4 separate regions of the Sus scrofa genome follow, and all the other regions are linked to region 3. The links are chromatin contacts, called in public HiChIP or PLAC-seq maps. All regions are on one chromosome and are shown on one strand. Each heading gives the region's core, a stretch centred on a gene start, on an enhancer-like site or on the middle of the called end of the contact. The rest is flanking DNA. Distances are from core to core; before and after follow the strand shown.

Region 1 (2,946 bases), core at 90-2,589, 200 kb after region 3:
AATTGCTAAAGCTGGTTGATGGGCTCATGAGAGTTCATTATACAAAATTCTTTTGCATATGTTCCAAATTTTCCATAATAAAATGTAAATTACAAATGGAAAACAGAGAATTTAAGCAGAAACAGGAGTTATGCACCTGAAGAGTTTTTCAGAATATATTCTCCCAGTGATCTAAGAAAGATGCATTATTATTTTTCCATACCTGAGGGAGTCTATTTAAGAGAGAATGACCCCAGAGAAAAACCAAGATCATAAGATGTAATATATTGTTATTGCACTTCAGTATGTGAGGTATGCTCTAAAGTTAAACATTTTAAATTAAAGAGGTAAGATCTGAAAGGGACAAGAGAAATGAGTTAAGCCAACCATCCCCTCATCCCATCTCATTTTTTAAATGAAGAAATAGAGTTTGTCTTTGCCTTTGGTCACCCAACAGTTTAAGTGTGGAGCTTGGGTCAGCCCAGGATCTCCTGACTCTAAAAGGGCAAACATGATGAAGTTTCTGGACGCCTGGCCCTAAGGAGCACTGGCTTCTTCTACCCCGAGTGGGTGACTACATCATAGGAATCTGTGGAGGATTGCCCAGCCTCCCAATGGAGACATTCTCACCTGCCTTCTGTGGTTACCAGAGGAACAGGATTAAAATTTATGATTTGTTTTTCCAATAATAGAAATGGACCAGTTTGCCTTTGGTTCAGGTTTTGCTGAGAGAGCCTGGCCTCCAGCCAGGGAGGGACATGGTTATCCATGAAGACTTCTCAGGGAAGGGGCCTTATGACCCAATCTGGTCAGCAATAACAGAGCATGAGGGTTTCTCAGACTCAGTGCTGACCCAGTGCGTGGAGATGACCTCAGACACACCCAGCTTTCAGTGATGCCCGACACCCATGCTCCATGCTCAGTTCAGCCCCACTCATGCTCTGTACCAGAAGAGACAAAAGGACCAGTCCTGCTGCTGAAAGTCTCTACTACCCACTTGTGTAGAGACAGCACAGGGAAGGGAGTACAGGAGCTCTTTAGTCTCACCTCCCTCTGCAGTGGGAAGAAGGGTTCCTCAAATCACACAGCCCTGCATGGCAAGGGCCATCTCTACCAATTTCTTGCCTTGTGACCAGGGCAAGAACACTCTGAGCCTTAGCATCCACACGTGTGGCTTTTCCTTCTCCAGGAACAGTTGGCCATGGCCAGTGATAACCCACCAAGGTGATGGTGCCTGCTGCACCCTGCGAGGCCCCTTGGTTCTATACATAAGTTTCTGGCTTGCTGCTTGCTATTTCTGATGTGTATGGACTAGAGAGAAATTCATCTCTTTGTGACTCACATAAGACAAAGGGAAGTGGTTACTGAATTTCAACACAATTTCTATCCTGGGCAAAGTTACAGATAGATCTGGGGAAAACTTGTCCCTTTACTATCTCTGATAAGTATACAGACATGATTATATGTTATCCTGGACCTATAGTTCCAAAAATGCAGGAAGTATCAAACACCACAAAGGCCTCCTAGATGATGCAGTAATAGCCCAGCACCTCCCATGGGAATTCAGCAGAGACAGCGAGTAAAGCCCCTGTGTTTCCACTCCCTAACCCCCACCCCTGTCTCAAAACAATGCAGGCTCTGGGGCAGGACCCTTCCTACTGACGGCATCTTCCTCCTTGGGGCAGAGGGCAGGAAACAGGCTGATAACAGCTGATGCTGTCTAGGTATTGCAACTGGTAAGAAATGAAGGGAAGTGAAACCTGCAGCTTCTGCTCTTGCTGTTCTGAAATTCCAGTCATATTGGGATTTAAAAGACTAAAGTATGTTCTGAGGAAAAAAGGAACCAAAATAATAAATAAATAAATAAATAACCAAACAAAGAAACAAACTGCTCCATTACTACTTTTCCCAGAGAACCTGTGGGCAGAAAGGATGGAAGGGTAGGCCATTAGCTGAACTAGGAATAGGACCAGGATCTCCACTCTTAGCCACTATGGAACAAGCCTCTGTTCATGACAATAATGAGAGCACCAGCTGTGATCTGGCCCCAACAAGACACTTTAATTAGCTAGATAATGACAGTAAAGGAATATGCCCTAGCACTAAAAGAGACCTCCTCTAGTCCATCCCCTTCTCCCATGCCCACAACTAGACCAGCCTCTACTTCTAAGAAAACATCTTTGGACCAGAGGCTCCGAGAAATCAGTTGTTGGGCTGGTATGAAAAGCCACCCCATGGGGTCACACTGTGTTTCACATCTTTTTACGGACCAGGTCAGAAAAAACACAAATCTATTGTCCTTCTTTTACTGGGTGCTGTGCTACAGAATACTTAACTTGAACCAGAAGACTTCAATACTAAGCCTTATCTGTAAATTAATAATGAATAAGAGGCACCTGAAAAGCAGATGGAAGAATTTTTTAAAGGAGAAATTTAGAAGATTTTAAAAACCAAGAACACTGAAAAATGTTCAACTTCCCAGTAGTCAAATAATACAATTAAAACAGCAATAAAATTTCTCATTTCATCCCTAAAATAACACAAGATGTTGGGGTTATGTTGGAAAACTAGTACTTCTACATAACCTTGGAGAGTAAAGCTGGTAGTGTCCTTTTAGAAAGCAGTTTCACAATATCTGCCCAGTGATTACTGTGTAGATGACATAACAAACACTTTTATACATCATCTTATTTAATCATCAAAGCAATGCTAAGAGTGATATGGAATTAAATCTGCAATAGCTGGACCAGGGTTAAGTAGAACCAGAATTTGAACTCAGTTCATTCTAAACTCCAAAGCCCAACATCTTAACCAAATAATACAGAGTTTCAGTATACAGTCGTCAAAATCTTCATAATCTTTTATCCATTCAACCTATATCTGGAAAGGTTTCCTGAGAAAATAATAAAATAAAAACTTTATACATAAAAATACAGACTGGAGTATTATTTATAGGAGTAAAAAAAG
Region 2 (2,752 bases), core at 30-2,529, 130 kb after region 3:
GCTGACAATGTTACAGCCATTCCTTGGACTCCCAACCTCATTCCTACTTCAAGACCTTTGTACTTGTAACTTTTCTGCCTTGACTGCTATTCCCTAAATCTTTGCATGGCTATCTAGATCTCAGATCAAAGGCGTTTCCTAACTACTCCTCTAAAGTAGCACCCCCAATCACTTTTTATCATATCACTATCTGATATGATTATTTGATTACTTTTCACCCCAGTAGAAGGTAACCTCCATGAAAGCAGGGTCTTGACTGGTTCACCACTATATCCACAGAATATAGGACAAGGAACATTTGGTGATGAATGAATGTCTTCCTAGTGTGTCAGCAGCTACCTTCATTTTATACATATCCATATATAAAACTATACTTTTCAAACCAAAAAAATGAAGGTGCTGGGCTTGATGATGCATTTTTTTCCCCTAAAATAGGAATGTATGTAGATGAAAATATGTAGTATCTCTATTTAATAAGGAGTTTACTTGAAAAAAAACTAAAATTACATAAAATTGGGACTATCTTGGAGAATCTGAGATAAGTAGTTATCAGATACATGAAATTCAATTTTTTTTCATTGCTTAATAAACTGTTTTGATGAGTTATGCCTTTACCTCCACAGCGTGTAGCTGTCAACAATCACTGATAACAGGAGTGATCACCAGGGAAGGATGAGAATGGTGAGTGAGTCTGGGTGCACAGGTAAGTTTGCGTATTTACACATGTGCAAAAGCACCTTCAGCTCAGAATCCGTAACTGACAGCTATTTTTTTTTTTTTTTTTTTTTGTCTTTTTAGGGCCATGCCTGCGGCATATGGAGGTTCCCAGGCTATGGGTCGAATTGGAGCTGTAGCGTCAGGCCTACGCCAGAGCCACAGCAACACCAGATCCGAGCCGCGTCTGCGACCTACACCACAGCTCACAGCAACACCAGATCCTCAACCTACTAAGCAAGACCAGAGACCGAACTCGAAACCTCATGGTTCCCAGTTGGATTCGTTTTCGCTGTGCCATGACAGGAACTCCCATAACTGACAGTCATTTAAGCTAGAGTGGCCTTGGTTTACATTTGCTACTATAATTGAGAAGATATGTCTCTGACTATAATGTGTGTTTTGAATGCCTGGGGATCTTATTAAAAATGCAGATTCTGATTCTGAGGTGGGGACTGAGATTTCGCCATATTTTTAATAAGTTCTCACTCAGGTGACATCTATGCTGCTGGCGCAAGGATCACACTTTGAGAAGCAAATCTAGTACTACAAAATTACCATCTGGGAACCCTGCTTCTAGATTAGCTCAGAAAGGAAGTGGTAGCCACAGAGGACTTAGTTCCCAAGAGACAAAAATATAGAGAACCCAATTAAAGAAAAGCAGAAAGGAACTTCTCTGGAAATAGATGAATGGGTTTTCTTAATTCACAATAAGCCAAATTTGTAAGCACTCAAAATAGACTTACTCCTAAGTGCTGCCTTGTGTACCGATCTGGGAAATTGTTTAACTCTGGTATGAGAATTTGAAACACATATATTCCTTTGTAATTGCGATACTGACAACTCTTTGAGCATGAGAAAGAAGGCTTTGCCAACTCTGTGTAGTAACAAAACTAACTGGGACCAATTTCCCCTTTTCACCATTTTGCTTGTTATAAAATAGGTTACTTTTTTCTGGTTTCCCCTTTTCAAGTTTCCCGTCCTTACCACCACCCAGCTCCCCCACATCCGGCCCAGTGGGTAATACTCTCATTACTTTCTGCTGCTCTTCCACCAGCCTGCCACCCCACAAATGGTCAGTGCCACCCGGAACTCTCAACTGACTTAAGCCTCCAGCCTCAACTGGCTGCTCTAGCAGCCTTAACAGAACTCTGCACTGCCTGCATTATTGCTCACATTGTTACTGTGCATATTTCCCTGGGGACCTTGGGCGAGAGTGGGGTCACTGAAAAGGCAGGATTTGAGTATTCCTGTGTCATTTGACTATCTTCTTACAATAATGAGGGGCCATGCATGACCTGTAACCATCCAGTGACTTTCTTCCCAGTCCATGAAAATGGTGAAAACAAACCTGGCCTTCTCCTTCCAGTTTTTTGTGTTCCTTAAGAAGTTGCTCCACTCGCGTCACACTATCTCCAATGTCTGTACACTCTGCTTGCTCTGCCAACAAGTTGCCCAGGGCAAGCTTAACCTACACGACACATTAGAAAAATCCAGAAATAAGCCAACAAACACCCATCTGGAGGTACTCTAGACGACTAGAAAATCCAAAAAGGATTCAGGACATATGCATATCTATCGAGACTTTTTGAAAAATTACAGTTCATTAGCTTTCAGATTAAGTTGGGGGTGCTGAGACACATGTAGATGCAACATTAAAGCAAAATTGAACAGATTATCAATCAAAAAGGAAGGTAAACCATCACTGAAATACCATGTCTGCCAATAGGAAAATGGGATTCTAGTGCATTCCTACCCCACTGCAAAAGCGAGAAGGGGAAATCAAAGAAATAAGGGGGAACTGGATTTGGGAAAGGAGGGAAGCCTGATACCCACAGTTCAAGAGGGAAGAGAAAATCAGAGATCACTGAACCATAAAAGGAAGTTCTATTCAACAAGAAAATAACACCTCACAAAAATTTTGTTCAAAATGCTGCAGCTGTAGGCATTGATTAAGCTTCAGGTGATGCTCAGACCAAAACTGACTGAAGGCTTTTTCTGTTTCATCCAATTGAACTAACAATCTGTCAAGAAAGAA
Region 3 (2,935 bases), core at 411-2,910:
CCTGTGTCTCCCCGCAGGTCCTGGGCTCTTGGAGCAGAGAGAATACTCTTTTCACCCGTATCCTCCATGGCTCTTGGAAGAAACCCAGAAGTCTTAGAACCTCTGAGCCTTGGAGAATGTCCCTCAGCCAAGGCGTCTGGTTTTGCAGGGGAGGAAAGTGCAGCTCATGGACAGTCTTTTGTTGTATTTGGTACATCTTAGGAATTTAATAAATAATACTTGTTATGATTAATAGTAATTACAATAATACTAAAGAGAGGATCTCAGAAGAGCTCTGGGTACTCCAAGCGTACTACTGTTACTCACATTTGGAAGATATTTGTCTGCCATTGTCTTCATCCTCATAAACATCTGGGGGAGGAAACATAATGGTGAAAAAAGGAAGCAGAGTGCCCACACATGCACACATATACTCTCCCTAGAAAAACTAAACCAGGAGTTCCCGACGGGGTGCAGCGGAAATGAATCCGACTAGGAACCATGAGGTGGCGGGTTCAATCCCTGGCCTCACTCAGTGGGTTAAGGATCCTGCGTTGCTGTGGCTGTGGTGTAGGCCGGTGGCTACGGCTCCGATTAGACCCCTAGCCTGGGAACCTCCATATGTTGCAGGTGCAGCCCTAGAAAAGACAAAAAACAAAAACAAAAACAAAAAACTAAACCAAACATACAGGCCCTTGACAAATATTCGATTTGATTACAGCAAAATTTCAAGTGATAGTTGCATTTTTGGAAAACGACCAGAATGACCCTGGTGCCAGCTCAGGTCTAGCAGTGTGTGGAGAAGATATACCCTGAGTCTCGGCCCTGCCCAATTCATGTACCAGAATAAGCAGAGAGAGTATTGGTGGAGAAGGGCAGGAAAAACAGGAAAGGTGGGTCATGAAAATTCATGCTGATAAGGACTGCACGTATTCTCTTTTCCTTTAGTGGATGATGTTTAGCACACACTACATAAATCCTAAAATATTTAGGGAATTTAATTTAGTACCTGGTGTTTAAAATCCTGATCTATTTTTCTCTTCTTTTTTTTTAAGGGCCATACCCATGGTATATGTAAGTTCCCAGGCTAGGGGTTGAATTGGTGCCACAGCTGCCAGCCTACACTGCAGCCACAGCAATGCAGGATCCTAGCCATGTCTGTGACCTACACCACAGCTCACAGCAAGGCTGGATCTTTAACCCACTGAGTGAGGCCGGGGGTTGAACCTGCATTCTCATGGTTCCTAGTCGGGTTCATTAATCCCTCAGCCATGAAGGGAACTCCCTGATCTTTTATTTTTCTTTAAAAAAATTACTGAACTTTATTAACAGGTGAGCCCATTAGTGAGTTTAAACTGTCTTCCTCAGAATAAAAGTTTTTGGACTTTGAAGATAAAATCATGGCTTTCCCCTTGCTGTCCACTAGGTGGCAGAAAGGGACAACTGTAGAGTCCGCACATAACTTTCAAAAGGGCAAACTATTTCCTATTTTTTTCAAACCAGATTTTCCTTTACTCCTGACAATTACAGCTTTTAAAGGGGGACCATCTCTATCATATGAACTCAAGTACACCATTTTCACCTGGGGGATAGGGATTGGAAGCCTTAAAGTGATGCCTACGCCCATGGGCTTTCCCTCCCTTTATTGGAGGAACAAACAGGAAGCTGGTTGCTATATAATATGCTAACAGCAATCTGGTCACCAGCCTAAGGACTTCATTGCATTTAATTCTCACAGCAAGACGATATATAGTATTACCTCTATTTTGTAAAATAATTGATGAAAATAATTCAAGCACAACAAAGTTACGTAATTCATCCAAAGAGATGGAGCTGAAGTCTGTAAGCCCTCAGTGCTTGAGTCCTTAACCGTGTGCTATGCTGGTAACTGTGCTCTTTCTCTGCCTTCTAGGAGTTAACCAGTGGGGTCACACTCGGCCTAATTCATCCCAGCAGCTCTCCAGAGCTTACATCAGGCAAGAGCTCCAGGATGTTTCCAAGGGTACCAGGCTAAATAAGGATCTTTTGCTTGGTGCCCTAGAGCATGAACTTCAATGTCTAGGCTGGTCTATATGTGAAGTGTTTACTTCCTATACCTACCTGTCTTTGGTCAAGAGAAAGGGAATCATGCCTAAGTATTCAATGATTTGCTTTCAGATTCCATATAGTCTCACAGCACTTTTTTTTTTGTGTGTTTTTTTTGTTTTGTTTTTGTTTTTGTTTTTCGTTCCTCTCTCCTTTTTTCTTTTTGGCTGTGCCCATGGCATGTGGAAGTTCCTGAGCCAGGAATAGAATCCATACCACAGCAGTGACCTGAGCTGCAGCAGTGACAACATGGGATCTTTAACCTAATGAGCCACAAGGGAACTCCTTTAGTGCATTTTCAGTTGTCAAAGTCCCTGCCAGCTTCTGGGGAAGTCTGCGTTTGCTGTTGTAGACTTTTAGGGTTGCAAGGAGCTGGGGTCAAAGAAATTTCACAATTGGGAAACAAGCACCTAGATCAGCAACCAGGTGCCCTCTGATGTGTCTAGTTGGGTTTAACAAAAGCCTTGCCTGTTTCATCAGAGATTTAATGAGAAATTTTCAGTAAGACTAAAATATAAAGCCTCCCCCCCAACCCCAAAGCAAATGGTTGCCATGCTCAAGGAAGTCATTGATCCCTGATCATCGAGACAGTCAGGCTGCTACCTAATAGAAGCAGAGAGGTGGAGTTCCCTTCCTGGCTCAGTGGTTAACAAACCCGACTGGGATCCATGAGGATGTGGGTTTGATCCCTGGCCTCACTCAGTGGGTTAAGGATCTGGCATTGCCATGAATTCTGGTGTAGATTGCAGATGCGGCTTAGATCCCATGTTGCTGTGGCTGTGGCGTAGGCTGGCAGCTGTAGTTCCAATTTGACCCCTAACCTGGGAACTGCCATATGCTGTGGGTGCGACCCTAAAAAGCAGAAGCAAAA
Region 4 (2,700 bases), core at 198-2,697, 170 kb after region 3:
GGGTCAAAACCTAAACTACACCAAAGGTACAGGAAATAGGGTTTCTGTACAATGAATTTCTTTTTTTTAATTTCATCATATACAAAAAAATACTTTAATTACCTGACATATTTATGACACTGCACTAAATCTACAGAATAATGACCTCATAGGAGTTAAATTAAGATAAATGAAGCCAAAGTTCCCAACGTGGCTCAGCGGGAAACGAATCTGATTAGTATCCATGAGGACACAGGTTTGATCCCTGGTCTCACTCAAGGGGTTAAGGCTCCAGCATTGCTGTGGGCTGTGGTGTAGGTCGCAGACATGGCTTGGATCTGGTGTTGCTGTGACTATGGCGAAGGCCAGCAGCCACAGCTCCGATTTGACTCCTCGCCTGGGAACCTCCATATGATGTGGGTGCAGCCCTAAAACAACCAAAAAAAAAAAAGGATAAATGAAGCTGCCATGAATACAGCTATATGTACAAAGAAAGAATAAAAAAATTAGATCAAAATACACCTGACCAATAAGATGTAAGTTGTTGAGTCTTTACCCATGTAGGACAATGTATTTCTTTTAGGCAACACTCGGCTGTTTTAATCCCTACTGTTCTTTTTAACACTAATATCCTATAATAGGTTAGATGCATAAATACTATTTAATATAAATCCTCACAACCACCCTCACCACTAGGTTGATAATAATATTTCCACTTTATTGATGATGGAACTAATCATCCTTAGAGATGATTTAAAAATAATAACTTGCTCAAAGTCACAAAACTACAGGCAGAATTAAGACTCAAAGTCTTCTGACTCTGAGACCAATGTTTAAGCCACAAAATTCATATTCTCTTGGTAAGGAAAACATTTTAACACCATATTCTTTCATTTTCCAATCTTCATAACTCTTCTGCAACAAATATAATTGAATTTTTGATGACTTAAACCTGACATTTTGGGAGTTCCCGTCGTGGTGCAGTGGTTAACGAATCCGACTAGGAACCATGAGGTTGCGGGTTCGGTCCCTGCCCTTGCTCAGTGGGTTAACAATCCGGTGTTGCCGTGAGCTGTGGTGTAGGTTGCAGACGCGGCTCGGATCCCGAGTTGCTGTGGCTCTGTCATAGGCCAGTGGCTACAGCTCCGATTAGACCCCTAGCCTAGGAACCTCCATATGCCATGGAAGTGGCCCAAAGAAATAGCAAAAAAAAAAAAAAAACCTGACATTTTGAATACGACCTTGTTGTGAGACATGTTTCTACAATATTTTCTTAGCCTCTTTGCTGAAAACTCCATCTTTACCCCATCTTCCTGCTTGAAAAACAGTCACACTGATGGTAAATGACTTAAGCTTAAGAACAAAGACCTAAAGGCATAAATTGTTCATAGGGTCAGCTGAATGAGGACATAATGAGTTGCTCTAGGCACATGCAGATTGGCACACTGTTTGCACAAGCACATATGTCCTCTAAAGAATAAGAGAAAGAGGAACCTCATGGCCAAGTGGTTTATGAGCGGTCGTTAACAGAATATGCATTAGCAAAGAGAACCAAGGTGCAAACCAAGGCACACCCGGGTTGCCGCAAATAGACATGCCATTTGCGGAAGCTCAGTGAGGATTCTCGGAAATGCTATGGATAGATAGCTAACTCAAATGCTAATGATTGTTAAATGCCTAAAGGTCAGAGTAAAAGCTTAACCATCTACCAGTTAAGTGACTTTTAAATAATAAAAGAACTTATAAAATAATAATTAAAAAACCCCTATATCCTCCACCTATAGCCCCCTTCTCACTTGACGTAATCCTAAAGAGCACAATAAAAGCAGTGTGGTTTCTTGAGGCGGTGCTCTTGGTCTGTGAGACCTTGAGTCCCACCTTTACTTAAGATAAATGTCTCTGTGTCTTGTTTTATGTCAACTTTTTTCCTTAAGTTTCACAGCACCCGTTCTTCAACCCCATCCTGCTGAGCTGGTCTCAGCATGACCTAAAAATAAACATATGAGTGAAAGAGACTGAAGTAAATATGTTCTGACCCCAAAATACCAGAGCAGTTTTGTGGTTGATACGGTACTTATTTTCTTAATTAAGCTCTAATGTTAATATATTTTCTATGATTTGCCTTTTTCAATAAGCAAGGAATAGAAAATATGATGGTTAACTGAAATTGTATAAGAACTGAGTCAGGAGTTCCTACTGTGGCTCAGTGGAAACAAATCTGACTGGCATCCATGAGGATGCAGGTTCGATCCCTGGCCCTGCTCAGTGGATTGGGGCTCCTGCATTGCTGTGAGCTGTGGTGTAGGTTGCAGACATGGCTTGGATCTGGCATTGCTGTGGCTGCAGCGTAGGCTGGTGGCCACAGCTCTAATTCGACCCCTAGCCTGAGAGCCTCCATATGCCACTAGGGGTGGCCCTAAAAAGACAAAAAAAAAAAAAAAGAAAAGAAAAAAAAGAACTGAGTCAAATGCAGGTTGACCCACCATCCTGACCACCCTGGTTTGTCCAGAATGCCCTCCCCAAGGTGGGCGGGCATCATCAATCCACTGAGGTCCTGAAGAGAACAAAAATGTGCAGGAAGAAAGGATGTACACTCTCCCTCAATCTGTTGAGCTGGGACAGTGATCTTGGCTCTCAGGACTTCAGTCTTGGAATGGAATCCACAGCACCGGCTTTCTGGTTTTATGCCTTCAAACTACATCACCTACCTTCCTGGATCTC

The links. HiChIP or PLAC-seq counts read pairs in DNA pulled down with a chosen protein or histone mark.
Region 1: a contact with region 3 is called in an H3K27ac HiChIP or PLAC-seq map of alveolar macrophages. The contact joins two enhancer-like sites. A contact is called at or near these places in 1 of 47 Hi-C or Micro-C datasets (undifferentiated spermatogonia) and 1 of 2 datasets of contacts at active chromatin or transcription factors (alveolar macrophages).
Region 2: a contact with region 3 is called in an H3K27ac HiChIP or PLAC-seq map of alveolar macrophages. The contact joins two enhancer-like sites. A contact is called at or near these places in 1 of 47 Hi-C or Micro-C datasets (alveolar macrophages) and 1 of 2 datasets of contacts at active chromatin or transcription factors (alveolar macrophages).
Region 4: a contact with region 3 is called in an H3K27ac HiChIP or PLAC-seq map of alveolar macrophages. The contact joins two enhancer-like sites. A contact is called at or near these places in 7 of 47 Hi-C or Micro-C datasets (blood, mesenteric adipose tissue, omental adipose tissue and 1 more) and 2 of 2 datasets of contacts at active chromatin or transcription factors (alveolar macrophages and skeletal muscle).

What each region holds. Positions count from the first base shown.
Region 1 is chr13:121,339,127-121,342,072 of Sscrofa11.1, forward strand. The region is part of intron 1 of MCF2L2 (probable guanine nucleotide exchange factor MCF2L2); the gene reads right to left. Among named protein-coding and RNA genes, the nearest start is that of MCF2L2, 38 kb to the right of the region's middle. Within about 2 kb of position 1,340, at least 8 of the 83 cell types and tissues checked have an H3K27ac peak or open chromatin away from gene starts, as enhancers often do. A contact at or near this core is called in alveolar macrophages, where this site is marked.
Region 2 is chr13:121,271,957-121,274,708 of Sscrofa11.1, forward strand. MCF2L2 (probable guanine nucleotide exchange factor MCF2L2) reads right to left here. Exons shown (of 27, transcript XM_021069898.1): 9 at 2,624-2,738; 10 at 2,066-2,185. Among named protein-coding and RNA genes, the nearest start is that of B3GNT5, 67 kb to the left of the region's middle. Within about 2 kb of position 1,280, at least 5 of the 83 cell types and tissues checked have an H3K27ac peak or open chromatin away from gene starts, as enhancers often do. A contact at or near this core is called in alveolar macrophages, where this site is marked.
Region 3 is chr13:121,138,836-121,141,770 of Sscrofa11.1, forward strand. MCF2L2 (probable guanine nucleotide exchange factor MCF2L2) reads right to left here. Exons shown (of 27, transcript XM_021069898.1): 26 at 307-351. Among named protein-coding and RNA genes, the nearest start is that of LAMP3, 23 kb to the left of the region's middle. Within about 2 kb of position 1,661, at least 9 of the 83 cell types and tissues checked have an H3K27ac peak or open chromatin away from gene starts, as enhancers often do. A contact at or near this core is called in alveolar macrophages, where this site is marked.
Region 4 is chr13:121,306,869-121,309,568 of Sscrofa11.1, forward strand. All of the region lies in intron 3 of MCF2L2 (probable guanine nucleotide exchange factor MCF2L2), which reads right to left. Among named protein-coding and RNA genes, the nearest start is that of MCF2L2, 70 kb to the right of the region's middle. Within about 2 kb of position 1,448, at least 2 of the 83 cell types and tissues checked have an H3K27ac peak or open chromatin away from gene starts, as enhancers often do. A contact at or near this core is called in alveolar macrophages, where this site is marked.